Regions from separate parts of the Zea mays genome. Here regions 1 and 2 are each linked to region 3. Evidence: chromatin contacts called from public Hi-C data. All regions are on one chromosome and are shown on one strand. The core of a region is the stretch at or near the end of the contact, and the rest is flanking DNA. Distances in the headings are between cores, read along the strand shown.

Region 1 (4,140 bases), core at 1,315-3,814, 180 kb after region 3:
CCCTCGCCTCCTTTAGATCCCGTGTCCTTTGCCCGAGCTTTCTCCTCAACATCCAGAGACGCTATCAGATTTTCAACTGATATCTCCTGTCTCTTATGTTTCAGAGCTGTGGCGAAGTTCCTCCATGTAGAAGGCAACTTTGCAATAATGCACCCAGCCACAAATCGGTCAGGAAGGACTATCTTAAGGTGGTCGAGCTCCTTGGCTATACACTGTATTTCATGAGCTTGCTCTACAATAGAGCGATTATCAACCATCTTATAATCATGAAAGCTCTCCATGATATACAGGTCACTGCCAGCATCTGATGCACCATACTTAGTAGTAAGTGCATCCCACAACTCTTTCCCGTCCGTGTATTGCATATTCGCATCAACCAGACGGTCAACAAGGGCGCTAAGAACGGCTCCCGTGAACATAGTATTGGCATGGTCATACTCTTTCTCCTGTTCAGGAGTCAGTGGACCCTCAGGTCTGCCTTTACTAACATGGAAGACATTCATAGCAGTAAGCCAGAGCGTGGCCTTGACTTGCCATCTCTTAAAGTGCATACCATTAAACTTTTCTGGCTTCAGCGCGTCGGCAAAAGCAGCCATAGGAAAACTAGGAAATTGTCTACAATAAGGTTTTTGGATTGTTGAATAATTAGACAAATTCCAATTTAAATTCCGAATATAAATCATGACTAAATCAGAAGAACTGAAATAACAAGCCAAATCAGATGATGCGTACTGATTAGACTTACTGATCGATGGCACGCGCCGGAATCAGCAGGGTCGACGATGTCGAAGTAGCGAAATCAGCAGGGTCGACGAGGTCAGCAGATCACGAGCAGTCGCGTGAAGACGCTTCCCAAAAACCTTATTCGCCCTCTCCCGGTGCAGGATCTAGAAGACGAAGGGTTCCGGAGACCTGCTCTCCTGATCGCAGATGCACCTCTGCGGTCGGGACGAAGGGAACTAAAAGGCGGCTCAGCTATGAAGAGAGGCGAAAGCGAACTGGGAGCTGGGGATGATCTGGAGGCTGGCTGCCGGGCTCCTTTTATAGGGCCGAGTCCGCGACCCCCGTGCTTATCCACCCGCGAGGGGCCGGATTTCGGCGGACCATTCACGCGCATGTCGTGCGCCCGCGCCCTTCGGCCAGGCCAGGCCAGGCCAGGCGAGGCGAGGCGAGGCGAGCGAGCGCGCGCGCGCGTGTGGCTCTCCACACTCTCTCCTCTCATCCATGACTTGGTGAGTGAGTGTGGCTTCCATATTTAAGCTAGCTCTACTCCACAAGAGCTAGCAATATAGTGCTATTGGTTCCACCTATCCCTTTGCCATCCACTTATATGGGCTTTTGAGATTTTCCTGGAATTATTAGAAATTCTTAATTGGGCCAAGCCCATAAATCCTAACACTGCCATCCGTCCGTCCACGCACACAGCGCACGCCACCCGCCTGCCTAGAGATGGCAACGGGTATAAACCGCTGGGTTTTGCCGTCCCAAACCCGTACCCGTGAAAAATATCCATGCCCATTAAAAAACCCGTACCCATGACGGGTTTGAGATTTTGCCCAAACCCGTACCCATCGGGTTAGCGGGTACCCATGGGTTACCCGTGGGTTTCATCTCCAATATACTTGTTCTTCTCATAATCAATAAGTATCGTAATGATTAATGAAATCATGATCCAAAATCTATGTAATGAACAACGAGTTCATGATTTGGTATAAAAATTATTAGTAGAGAGAATGAAATACAAATAATAAGTTGTATAATTAAGTGACCTTGCACTAAGTTATCCATCCACCACATATATAACGCTAGTAAAAACTATAATGGCAAGCAAGCAACACTCTCACCGACTACTGATACATTCATCAATTGATAAAAAAATTATGAAGTAAATAAGGAATAACAAGTTTGTTGGTCATTTATAAAATAAAATGACAATATGCACTAGGTTTGGTCGGGTTTAAAAAACCCACGGGTTCACGGGTTTGGGTACTATAGGAACAAACCCGTACCCATAAACCCGACGGGTATAGATTTATGCCCATTAACAAATCCATGGGTATGAAAATTGACCCAAACCCGTACCCTAATGGGGTAAAAACCCATCGGGTTTCGGATTTCGGGTACCCATTGCCATCTCTACGCCTGCCTCTGTTGCCGCGCCAGGACGCTACCCACGCGGGCGGGAGCAGGAGGTCCTCTTCTCCGCCCGCTTTGCGCTGCCTTGTCTGCGCTCGATTCCCCGCGGCCTCCTCCCTCTCACACACGCCTTCCCTCTAGGCTCCAGCGCCGCACCACGCCACCAGGGCGGGCAGCCCACTCCTCTCGCTGCTCCACTCCACCTCTATCCTACGCGCTCTTTCTGCCGCCGAATCAGCACTACTCATCACCCGGCCAGGGAAGAGAGATATTTTCTGCTCTGGCCCTATTTCTGGAGGGCGGGAGGGGGAGGCGGCGAGGTGACGTGACGGTTGCGACTGGCGCCGAAGACTTGCGTGAGTGGTAACTGGAACGGAATCTTTCTCCTCGACTGCTCGGTGCTGGCCTCGCCCCTGTTGCGGCGCCGCTCGTGTCCCCCTGTTGCTGCGGGCGCTGGTCGGCTCGTTTGACCTCGTCTGCGTAGATTCGTCGAAGAGGTGGGCCGTGGCTGTGGCTGAGGCTGAGTGGGGCGAGCCCGGAGGACTTGAGAAGCGATGCAGAGGGAGGTGGGCCCGCAGGTGGCCCCTCCGCTCTTCATCCACCACCAGATCCAGCCGATGCCTCCCCACGCCGCGGCCGCCGTGAAGAAGCGCGGCCAGCCGTGTCCGGCCGCCGCGGCGGCGCCCGCGGAGGCCGCTGCGGGGAACTGGAACCCCAGGCTGTGGGACTGGGACAGCCGCGCGCTCACCGCCAGGCCGTCGGCCGATGCACTCCGCCTCGCCGGTGGCCAGCCCCAGCCCCAGCCCCAGCAGGCGGCCGAGGTGCACCGTCAGGGGGCCGGAGGAAGCGGCGCGCTGAAGCTCCAGCTCGGCCCGCGGGAAGGCTCCACGGCCCCGACGGACGCCAGCCCGACGGCTCCCGCGGCGTCGCTGTCGCCGTCCCCGCCTGCTTCGGGGCAGGACCTGGTGGTCAGGCCGAGCAAGCGGGTGCGGTCAGGATCGCCAGGCAGCGCGGGCGGTGGCGGTGGCGGGGCTGCCAACGGAGGCGCGGGCTACCCGATGTGCCAGGTGGATGAGTGCCGAGCGGATCTGACCGGCGCCAAGGACTACCACAGGAGGCACAAGGTCTGCGAGACCCACAGCAAGACCATCAGGGCCGTCGTCGCCAACCAGGCGCAGCGCTTCTGCCAGCAGTGTAGTAGGTAAATGAGATTTGTTGTTATGATGCTACTGCCTAGAGTGCTAGGAGTCTGTTTTTGTGATCTGATCGGTTCGTATGGAGTGTGTGCTTGCTGGGCCAGAGACATGTTCCTGTAGCACGGATTCATGCTGCGGTTTCGGCCGGCGCCGATGTAGGCCGTGGGAGTTTTAGTTACTAATTAAGTTGGTTCTTCTGGTCAATCGATTAGATTTCACCCACTCGCGGAGTTTGACGAGGGTAAGAGGAGCTGCCGGCGTAGGCTTGCTGGGCACAACCGGCGGAGAAGAAAAACCCAGCCAGCAGATGTTTCTTCGCAGTTGCTGCTACCTGGAAACCAAGAAAATGCAGCAAATAGGACGCAGGATATTGTCAATCTAATTACAGTGATTGCGCACTTGCATGGTACTGACTGCTAACACTCCATACTCAATATACCGTTTCAGGACTTTGTGATTTTAACCAGTATAGTGGAATTTGTTGTTCGTAATGTCAGGTTCTAGCGTCGGTAAAGTGCCTAGCATTCCTCCCATACCAGATAAGCAGAATCTGGTTGAAATTATCAGCAAAATAAATTCATTCAACAATATGACCTCTGCGGACAAATCTCCTCCATCTGAAGTCGTTGATTTGGATGCTTTGCAAGAGCAACAAGTGCAACGGCAGGATTCTGTGGGGAAGACGACCAACGGAATCGACAAGCAAACTGTGCCATCAACCATGGATTTGCTAGGAGTTTTTCCAACTGGCCTTGCAACTTCAACACCTGAGACCAATACATCTCAGTCCCAAGGGAGCAGTGACAGC
Region 2 (3,860 bases), core at 1,124-3,623, 130 kb after region 3:
ACTACAAGCCGGGGTTAGCGTTAGAATTAAATCCGAGTCCGAAAGAGAGGGAAAACAAATCAACCAAGAAATAAAGCGGATGAACACGGTGATTTGTTTTGCCGAGGTTCGGTTCCAAAGAACCTAGTCCCCGTTGAGGTGGTCACAAAAGACCGGGTCTCTTTCAACCTTTCACTCTCTCAAACGGCCACTTAGACCGATCGAGTGAGCTTTCTCCTTAATCAAACGGGTCACTTAGACCCCGTAAGGACCACCACACACTTGGTGTCTCTTGCTTTGATTACAAGTCACTTGAGAATAAGAATGGGGGAAGAAAGAAAGCACGATTGCGAAAGCCAAGCGACAAGAGCGACAAATAACACACAGATCACTCTCTCTCTCAAGTCACTAATCACTAATGATCACTTGTCTCAATTGTGGAACTTAGAGAGATTGGAAGCTTTGATTGTGTCTTTGAATGGATTGCTAGCTCTTGTATTGAATGTGAAGGATTGGAGTGCTTGGTTCAAGTGAATGGAGGTGGTTGGGGTTGTATTTATAGCCCCCAACCACTTCCTAGCCGTTGCTCTCTTTCTGCCGACGGTGGACGGTCCGCGCCCTTTGTCCGGATGGTCCGCCCCTACACATCAACGGCTAAAATCGCAACGGTCAGCAGTAACGACTATATCAATGGCTATAAAGCATTTAATGCGTCGTCAGATGTCAGATAAAGCAGTCGCGGACGGTCCGGTCGTGAACCCCGGACGGTCCGCGAGGACGCTAAAAATATATTTTACCGAACCCGTCACCTTCAGGTTTTTCTAGTTTTCACTGACCGGACGGTCCGTGCCTGAGGCCGGACGGTCCGCGATTGGTCTCGAATGATGCTTGCTTCTCCATCGGACGGTCCGTAGTGTAAACTTGCGTTTATGCAGTGTTCCTGTCCGAGACTCACTTTGGTGTCGCGGACGGTCCGCCGCAAGGGCCCGGACGGTCCGCGCGTAGGGTTTTTCCAAAAAACTTCTCATGTCCGGAATAATCTACGGTATTCCGGACAGTCGATTTAGAATAGTTGTAGATGAACTTATGCACCTGTGAAATGATCAACTGGTCAAGCTGGTTAGTCCACAAGGTTTGTGATGGTCGTCAAACACCAAAATCGATTATAGAAATGTTGAGACTATTTCCCTTTCATTTTTCATCGGAGAATAGCTCCCTATCCCATCCCCACGGCAAAATGATTCCTCATGGGGATTCCACGAACATTTGGGAGAGCATTTCTTCCTCGTCCCTGTTTCCCGCGAGGATAAATTCCTGATGGAAATCTCTGTCCCCGCTTAAATTATCATTAGAACATGCTTTCTTTGTCATTAATGCACAACATTATCATTTATATGCATTGTTAGAGGTAAGAAATCATTATATGTACATCAAAATAACATATTTGTATAATAAGTGATCAATTGATAAGATAATTATTTATTTTATCATTAACTATTACACATAAAACATTGTCACGTGCAAGTTTAACGGATCCCAACAGGAATGGGGATGAGAAATTTTTTCCATTTACATTCTCGTAAGGAAGAAACTTTTCATCCTGTCCCAGAAGAGTTTATTTGAGAGCAAGTGTAATGAAGAGCATTGAGGGGCTAAAATCCTTCACTTTTTAAAATTAAACAGTGAGGGATTCTAGCTCCCTTAGAGCTGCTGGTTTGGTAGACAAGAAAACAGTAGGAGAGAAACCCAATCGCTATTGACCCCTCAATTTTTCTGTTTACCAAACCAGCTCTCAATCTCCTTCATTGCTTTAGCTCCTAAATAAGCCCTAAGGGCTAGTTTGGGAACACTGTTTTTATAAAGGATTCCAATTTTCTCAAGAGAAAATAAACTCATTTTTCCTTAGAAAAATTAGAATCATTTGGAAAAACGGTGTTTCCAAACTAGCCCTAATAGATAAATTTTTCCGAGGAATCAAGGATTGAGTCTCCGTTGTCATGTCTGCCAGCACTCCACTTCGAAACAGGCAGTAAGCGCTCTGGTATGTGATCGTGTCGTGGCATAAGCTGATCTGCTGCTATTTTTTCTCTCTATAATAAGTAAACAAACTTGTTTGCAGTTTTGCACGATGCGATCTGCCTCCACACGATTCCAGAGGCCCCGACAAGCGAAAAGGGCGAGCGCAGCAAAAGGCCAAAGCGGCCCACGCGGCCACGCCGGCTCGCTCGAGGCTGCTGGACGCGGCACCGTCGCACCGCGGGCCCGCCCGCCGGCCGTCTCGTGCGCTCGTGGCCTCGTGGGCCCGTCTGCGTGGTGGCCTGGTGGGCTGCTGCCACTCCGCTCCACTTATTAAAGGCCCGCGCTCGCCGGCCGCTGCCGGCTTCCCCGAGGCCGCCCGCGTCCCGAGGAGTGGAGGAGGTCACCCCGAGACAGTCGCTTCACCGCCGGTCTCTCCTCCCCACCTCCACGCGGCTCGCGGCCGGCCATACACCGCAGCACTACCTTGGTGGGGGCTTGCGCCAGAGCTCGCGACCACTGCCCGTGACGCCTGTCTTTGACTCGTTGACCGCGGAGTGAGCGCGCGCGCCGGAGCCGGCCAGCCATGGAAGTGCGCGGCGGAGTGGGGCAGGGTTCGGCGGCCCGGCACCCGCCCGCGCCGGAGCCGTCCCGGGCGGCGGCGCGGGTTCAGGCGGGGGACGCGCTGCCGCTGCCGATACGGCACACGAACCTCATCTTCTCGGCCCTGTTCGCGGCGTCGCTGGCGTACCTCATGCGGCGGTGGCGCGAGAAGATCCGCTCGTCCACGCCGCTCCACGCCGTTGGGCTCGCCGAGATGCTCGCCATATTCGGCCTCGTCGCCTCGCTCATCTACCTGCTCAGCTTCTTCGGCATCGCCTTCGTCCAGTCCATCGTCTCGTCCGGCGACGACGACGAGGACTTCCTGGTCGGGTCGGGAGCTCCGGCCTCCGCCGCCGCGCCCTCCCGGCAGCATGCGCAGGCGCCGGCCCCGTGCGAGCTGCTCGGGAGCCCCGCCGCGGCGCCCGAGAAAATGCCGGAGGACGACGAGGAGATCGTCGCCTCGGTCGTCGCCGGGAAGGTTCCGTCCTACGCGCTCGAGGCCAGGCTCGGCGACTGCCGCCGCGCCGCCGGCATCCGGCGCGAGGCCCTGCGGCGGATCACGGGGCGGGACATCGAGGGCCTCCCGCTCGACGGCTTCGACTACGCGTCCATACTAGGCCAGTGCTGCGAGCTGCCGGTCGGGTACGTGCAGCTGCCGGTGGGCGTCGCCGGGCCGCTGCTGCTCGACGGCCGGAGGTTCTACCTGCCCATGGCCACCACCGAGGGCTGCCTCGTCGCCAGCACCAACCGAGGCTGCAAGGCCATCGCCGAGTCGGGCGGCGCCACCAGCGTCGTGCTGCGGGACGCGATGACGCGCGCCCCCGTCGCCCGCTTCCCCACCGCGCGCCGCGCAGCCGAGCTCAAGGCATTCCTGGAGGACCCTGCTAATTTTGACACGCTTTCCGTCGTCTTCAACAGGTAGATTCAATTCCGACAAGAATCTTGATACCATTCCACAGCTGCCTTTTTCTTCAATCCCACTCGTGCAGTTCTAAGTTCAAGACAATAAAAACATGACACGGTTGCTGACTTGTTTGGGAACACACCAACACCATGAAATGTGAGCAGGTCGAGCAGGTTCGCGAGGCTGCAGGGGGTGCAGTGCGCGATGGCGGGGAGGAACCTGTACATGAGATTCAGCTGCAGCACAGGGGACGCCATGGGGATGAACATGGTCTCAAAGGGCGTGCAGAACGTGCTGGATTTTCTTCAGGATGACTTCCATGACATGGATGTCATTAGCATATCTGGTTCATCTTGCT
Region 3 (4,245 bases), core at 326-2,825:
TTGCACAGTTAACTAATTAAAGCTAGGATGACCAGTACATCCTTCAGCTGACCATGAAGCAGATTCAAACTCTAATAAGGACAACGGCCCTTGAGGCAGTTCAGTCCCAATAACAATTTTTATCCTGATATATTATGATGAAACTATCCACAAGTACTTCTCCAGTTCCTAGTAAATTTGAGTTTACAAACCACACCAAAACCTTAGAGTCAGTGCAAATGATGATAGGAGTAGAAATTTTACCAGCAGCGTCCACGCGTGGCTTGTTGGTAGAACCCTTAGGCCGGCCCCGCTTCTTGAATCCGTCTGGCGACGCCACCACCAGAGAGCTCGCCGGATTTAACGCAGGCGGTGAGAACGGCCCAGAAAAACCCTGCCCTGTCGCCGGCGACCCTGAAGCCGCCGAAGCAGGCACCATTGCCAGCGCCATGGACCCGTCGGGCCCGTACTTCCTTGGTCGTCCGCGCTTCTTCTTGGCCAGCGGCTCACCCATGCTCGGCGCAGCTGGAGCGCCATTGCCTCCAACGACCGTCGCCGCGGACATGCTAGCGCCGTGGGCTGCGCCCTGCGGCTGGTAAGACGGCGTCGCAGGCGAAGAGCTCACCGGAGCGAACACGGCGGTGCCGTCCGCGGTGTACGCCATGCGCACGCTCTGCATGGCGGCGGACGACGGCGGCGCGGGCGCCGGCGGGCTCTTCGTCAAGCCGAATAGATCCCTCCCCGCCATCAGCCCTTGCTCGGACCTCACCTCCATGGCGGGCTAGCACGCGGTTCTTGGGCCAGAACTCAAATCTGCAGTCATTAGCCACTGGAAAGAGCTCACGAGCACTCAAGTAAGATCAGGACAAGACGACTAGGGATTGCGAACCTGCAAAAAAAACCATAAAACCCTTCACTGCTCAAGTACGCGATCTTTCACGCGACAAACACAGTTTTACGGCGGAAATAAGTAGACATGAAAATAAAAGTAAATTACTGACGGAAATGGGGGATTAAAAATGGGCAAAAGAAAATGGTAAAAGGTCCAAGAAAAAGGTAGGCTTAAAGCCGACAAGCCACAGAAGCTGCAGATCCCCACTTTTGCCCGGATTTCGCAGGGGGATACCCAACAAATCACCAGAATTTGGGAGCCAACAGTTGCGGAATGGAGAGAAAAAAATACGGGTCAAAAAAGGGTAACTGAGTAAGCAAAGCTCCAGACCGGGAAGTTCATGAACTTGGAGAAGGCATCACGCTAACGCCACAGACTCACGCAAGGAGATGAACAGATTAAAGATCAAAGGAGATTTCAGCTAACCTAGAACTCATGGTTTCTTGCTAATGCCCTCCGATTTCTCTCTCTTTTCCCCCTCTTCTCCTCACCCCTCCTGTTCACACGGGCTCTTTCCTTTTCGCAATTAACAAAAATGATTTTTGTCGCGGAAAAAAAGGTATATTGGAAGCGGAAGTAAAGCACGCCAAAATTGCCTCGGGTGATTATTGCAGTAGCAGATAAGAAGGGGAGGGAAGTAGATGGGTCATGGATGCGACGGTCTACCTCATTTGGCCCCAGCAATTGTGCTATTTTACTTCGAGATCCCCACTAGCTGCTAGCATATGGTATTGTTTGGCTACAAGTAGAGATGTCAATGGAGAGGGCATGTTTGGTTCGTTACTCCAATTGCCACACTTTGTCTAACTTTTCTGCCTAAGGTTAGTTATTCAATTCGAACGACTAACCTGAGGCAAAGTGGGGCACAGTTAGCCACAAACCAAACAAGCCTTATATATCATATAAAGTTATACTCATGCTTATCTTCGTACTCGTACCCATCATAGGTATAAGATTCATCTCATACTCATCCATTCGGGTATCGGATCCCCAATTAGTCTCATCTCCTATAAGAAAAGCATTGACCACAGGACCAGTGAGAGCAACATGATTGACTCTTCAGTAGTGTCTTTCTTCTATCGTTTATTCTTAAATTTTGTGATGGACCCTCCGATGATCATATGGTTGACTCTCCTGAACGGTGGGTTGGCGAATTCTTCTTCTTGCTTTGGTGGTGGAGGGGATGGTTGGCGGGGATGTTGGTTTGCCTATTGTGGCGAAAGGGGGTGGCAGTGCTAATCTTTCTTGGTGCTGAAGACGCGGTTGCTGGGAAAAGCATGGTTGTAATTTTGTTGGTGTTGAGGGTAATATGGGTGTTCATTTTGGTAATGAGGGTGGGGGTATAGATGAGGTTGGTAGGTGTGGGCGATGTCTCTCTGGTTGTTTGTTGGGACGGCTCTGGCCATGCGGTCTTTGATTTCCTTGGTTTTTGGGCAATCTATGGTTGCGTGTCCTGAGTCCTCGCCGTGCAAGATGCAGTAAAACTTCTTTCGTTGTTGGGGGGCTCTTGATGCGCTGCCAGTGCGGTCTTGTTGTGAAGGTAGTCCTGATGTCGAGGGGCTTCGCCTGGTTGTTGCAGATTAGCGATATTATGGACCTAGAGCTGCTGGACGTGTTCCTAGATGTAACACCCCTGGTGTTACTGGCACTAAAACTTGAGCATGACATCATATGCATTAACATTTCATTTTGTTTGTCACACCTAGAATGCATTCACTAGGTAAAATTTCAAAACAAGTTGTGATATGGTGACTTGAAATGTGCTTAGCACTAGGGTAGGGTACTTAACCCTAGGATTAGGACACATGGGTGACAGTAAGCCAAATTGAGTATAATCTCAAAAGTCATTAGAAATGTTCACAAGATATCAAATTTGGTGAACTTTTGTGACATAAAAACCCTAGTGTGCCCAAACCCTAAAAGAAACCCTAGAAAAACATAATTGGAACCCTAGGGGTGGATTTAAATTCTATTCACTTTTGGACCAAAGTGCAAATATCAAAGTGATAGAACACCAAAACCAAGCAACTTTCACAATAAAGGATTTTCAAGTAGTGTGGAGGAAATTGGACTTATTTGCAAAAGACCCAAGAACCCCTAAGTGGTTAAGTCTAAATTTCAGTGGAATTGGGTCAACTTTGCGGCCTTGTATCTCTGAATTCATAAGGATTTTGCCCTAGGTCAACACATCAAATGTGTAGAGCTATGATAGGGGTACAACTTTATTTAAGTGATTGGCCCTTAATGTTGTACAAAAATTGAAGTTAATTGGACTTCAAATTGGGTTGTCAGTCAGCCCTAAGGCTGAATTCTGACTGACAGTGAAGTCTAATGAACTTTGAGATCCGTTTTGAGTAGGATCCAGTGACTTCGATTGTGGGTGCTATACCAAAATTAAAGATGGATTATAGTACAACAGGTTTGCTACAGACAGATGATTAAGTTGCTATATAAAAATTGGAGAAAATCATCCCTCAAATTGCTTTGTCAGATGCTCTGATGGAGATCGCCATGGTACAGTACCTGCAAAAGATCGCTGGTGCACTGAACCTCATCGTTGGTGACTCCCGCTCGGATTCGCGCCGGCTGCGATTCGTGCCCTCTGTGGTGTGGATCACGACCGGCCATGAAAATATCTTCATCGTGGATGAGTTTGGGGCACTGTACTGCCCTATCGCCGTACCCACTTGCCCGGCGACGTGGCCGCACGATCGTCGTCGTGGTTGCCGCCGTTTCCCTCGGTTGTGCCACGCCTTAGGCGGTTTACCACATCGCTTTGAGCCGTGGAGGTTAACCAGTGATAGTCGTACGCCTATGTCCAGTGAATGCCACGGTAGAACGCTACGGTGACTCAATCCCTCTCCTCGGCCGCCAGCGCATCTTCTCAAAATTGGGCACCGCCGCTGATGATCACTATAAATTGATGCACCAGTGAGCTCTGTTAGGTTGTTACGTGCCCAGTGCACCAACCCTTGCCTCCGATTAGCCACCATAGCTCGCGAATTTGTGTTTTCCCCCAATGTGGTTCTCCGTGCTGCCTTGAACCACCGCGCCGTGGACCGCCGTCTTCAGGTCCGTTCACATCCTCCTTACCCTCATTTCTACACTGTTGCATGCTAAGGATGCTTATCGGCCCAACCAACTGAACTAGACCAAGCTAGATTGCCGGGAACACCTCGATTTTCCCTTGGGTTTCGCCGTCGTCGTGGGCAGAAAGACTCCGGGCCGGAATTGTGCAATTAATGGTCGGATTAGAGTCGCCAGGGGTGGAAATAGGTATCGACCAAGTTAGGGCATCAGTCGTTGCGTATCCCGGCCGGTACAGGCTCGCCGGAGGGCGTGCTCACCGCCGTTCGCCGTCGGGGACCTGGGTC

The links. A called contact is a pair of places that touch in the nucleus more often than the background predicts.
Region 1: a Hi-C map of leaf shows a contact between it and region 3, with 5 times the contacts expected there. The contact joins the promoter of sbp7 here to the promoter of LOC100284796 in region 3. A contact is called at or near these places in 2 of 25 Hi-C or Micro-C datasets (ear and leaf).
Region 2: a Hi-C map of tassel shows a contact between it and region 3, with 4 times the contacts expected there. The contact joins the promoter of LOC100280335 here to the promoter of LOC100284796 in region 3. A contact is called at or near these places in 7 of 25 Hi-C or Micro-C datasets (bundle sheath, ear, endosperm and 3 more).

The regions. Positions count from the first base shown.
Region 1 is chr4:206,057,670-206,061,809 of Zm-B73-REFERENCE-NAM-5.0, forward strand. It overlaps sbp7 (SBP-transcription factor 7), which reads left to right and starts at 2,565. Exons shown (of 10, transcript NM_001362256.1): 1 at 2,565-3,337; 2 at 3,545-3,738; 3 at 3,830-4,140. The coding sequence starts at 2,691.
Region 2 is chr4:206,005,892-206,009,751 of Zm-B73-REFERENCE-NAM-5.0, forward strand. LOC100280335 (3-hydroxy-3-methylglutaryl-coenzyme A reductase) reads left to right here and starts at 2,374. Exons shown (of 4, transcript NM_001153261.1): 1 at 2,374-3,516; 2 at 3,667-3,860. The coding sequence starts at 2,582.
Region 3 is chr4:205,876,083-205,880,327 of Zm-B73-REFERENCE-NAM-5.0, forward strand. LOC100284796 reads right to left here and starts at 1,576. Exons shown (of 6, transcript NM_001413111.1): 1 at 1,538-1,576; 2 at 244-868. The coding sequence starts at 754.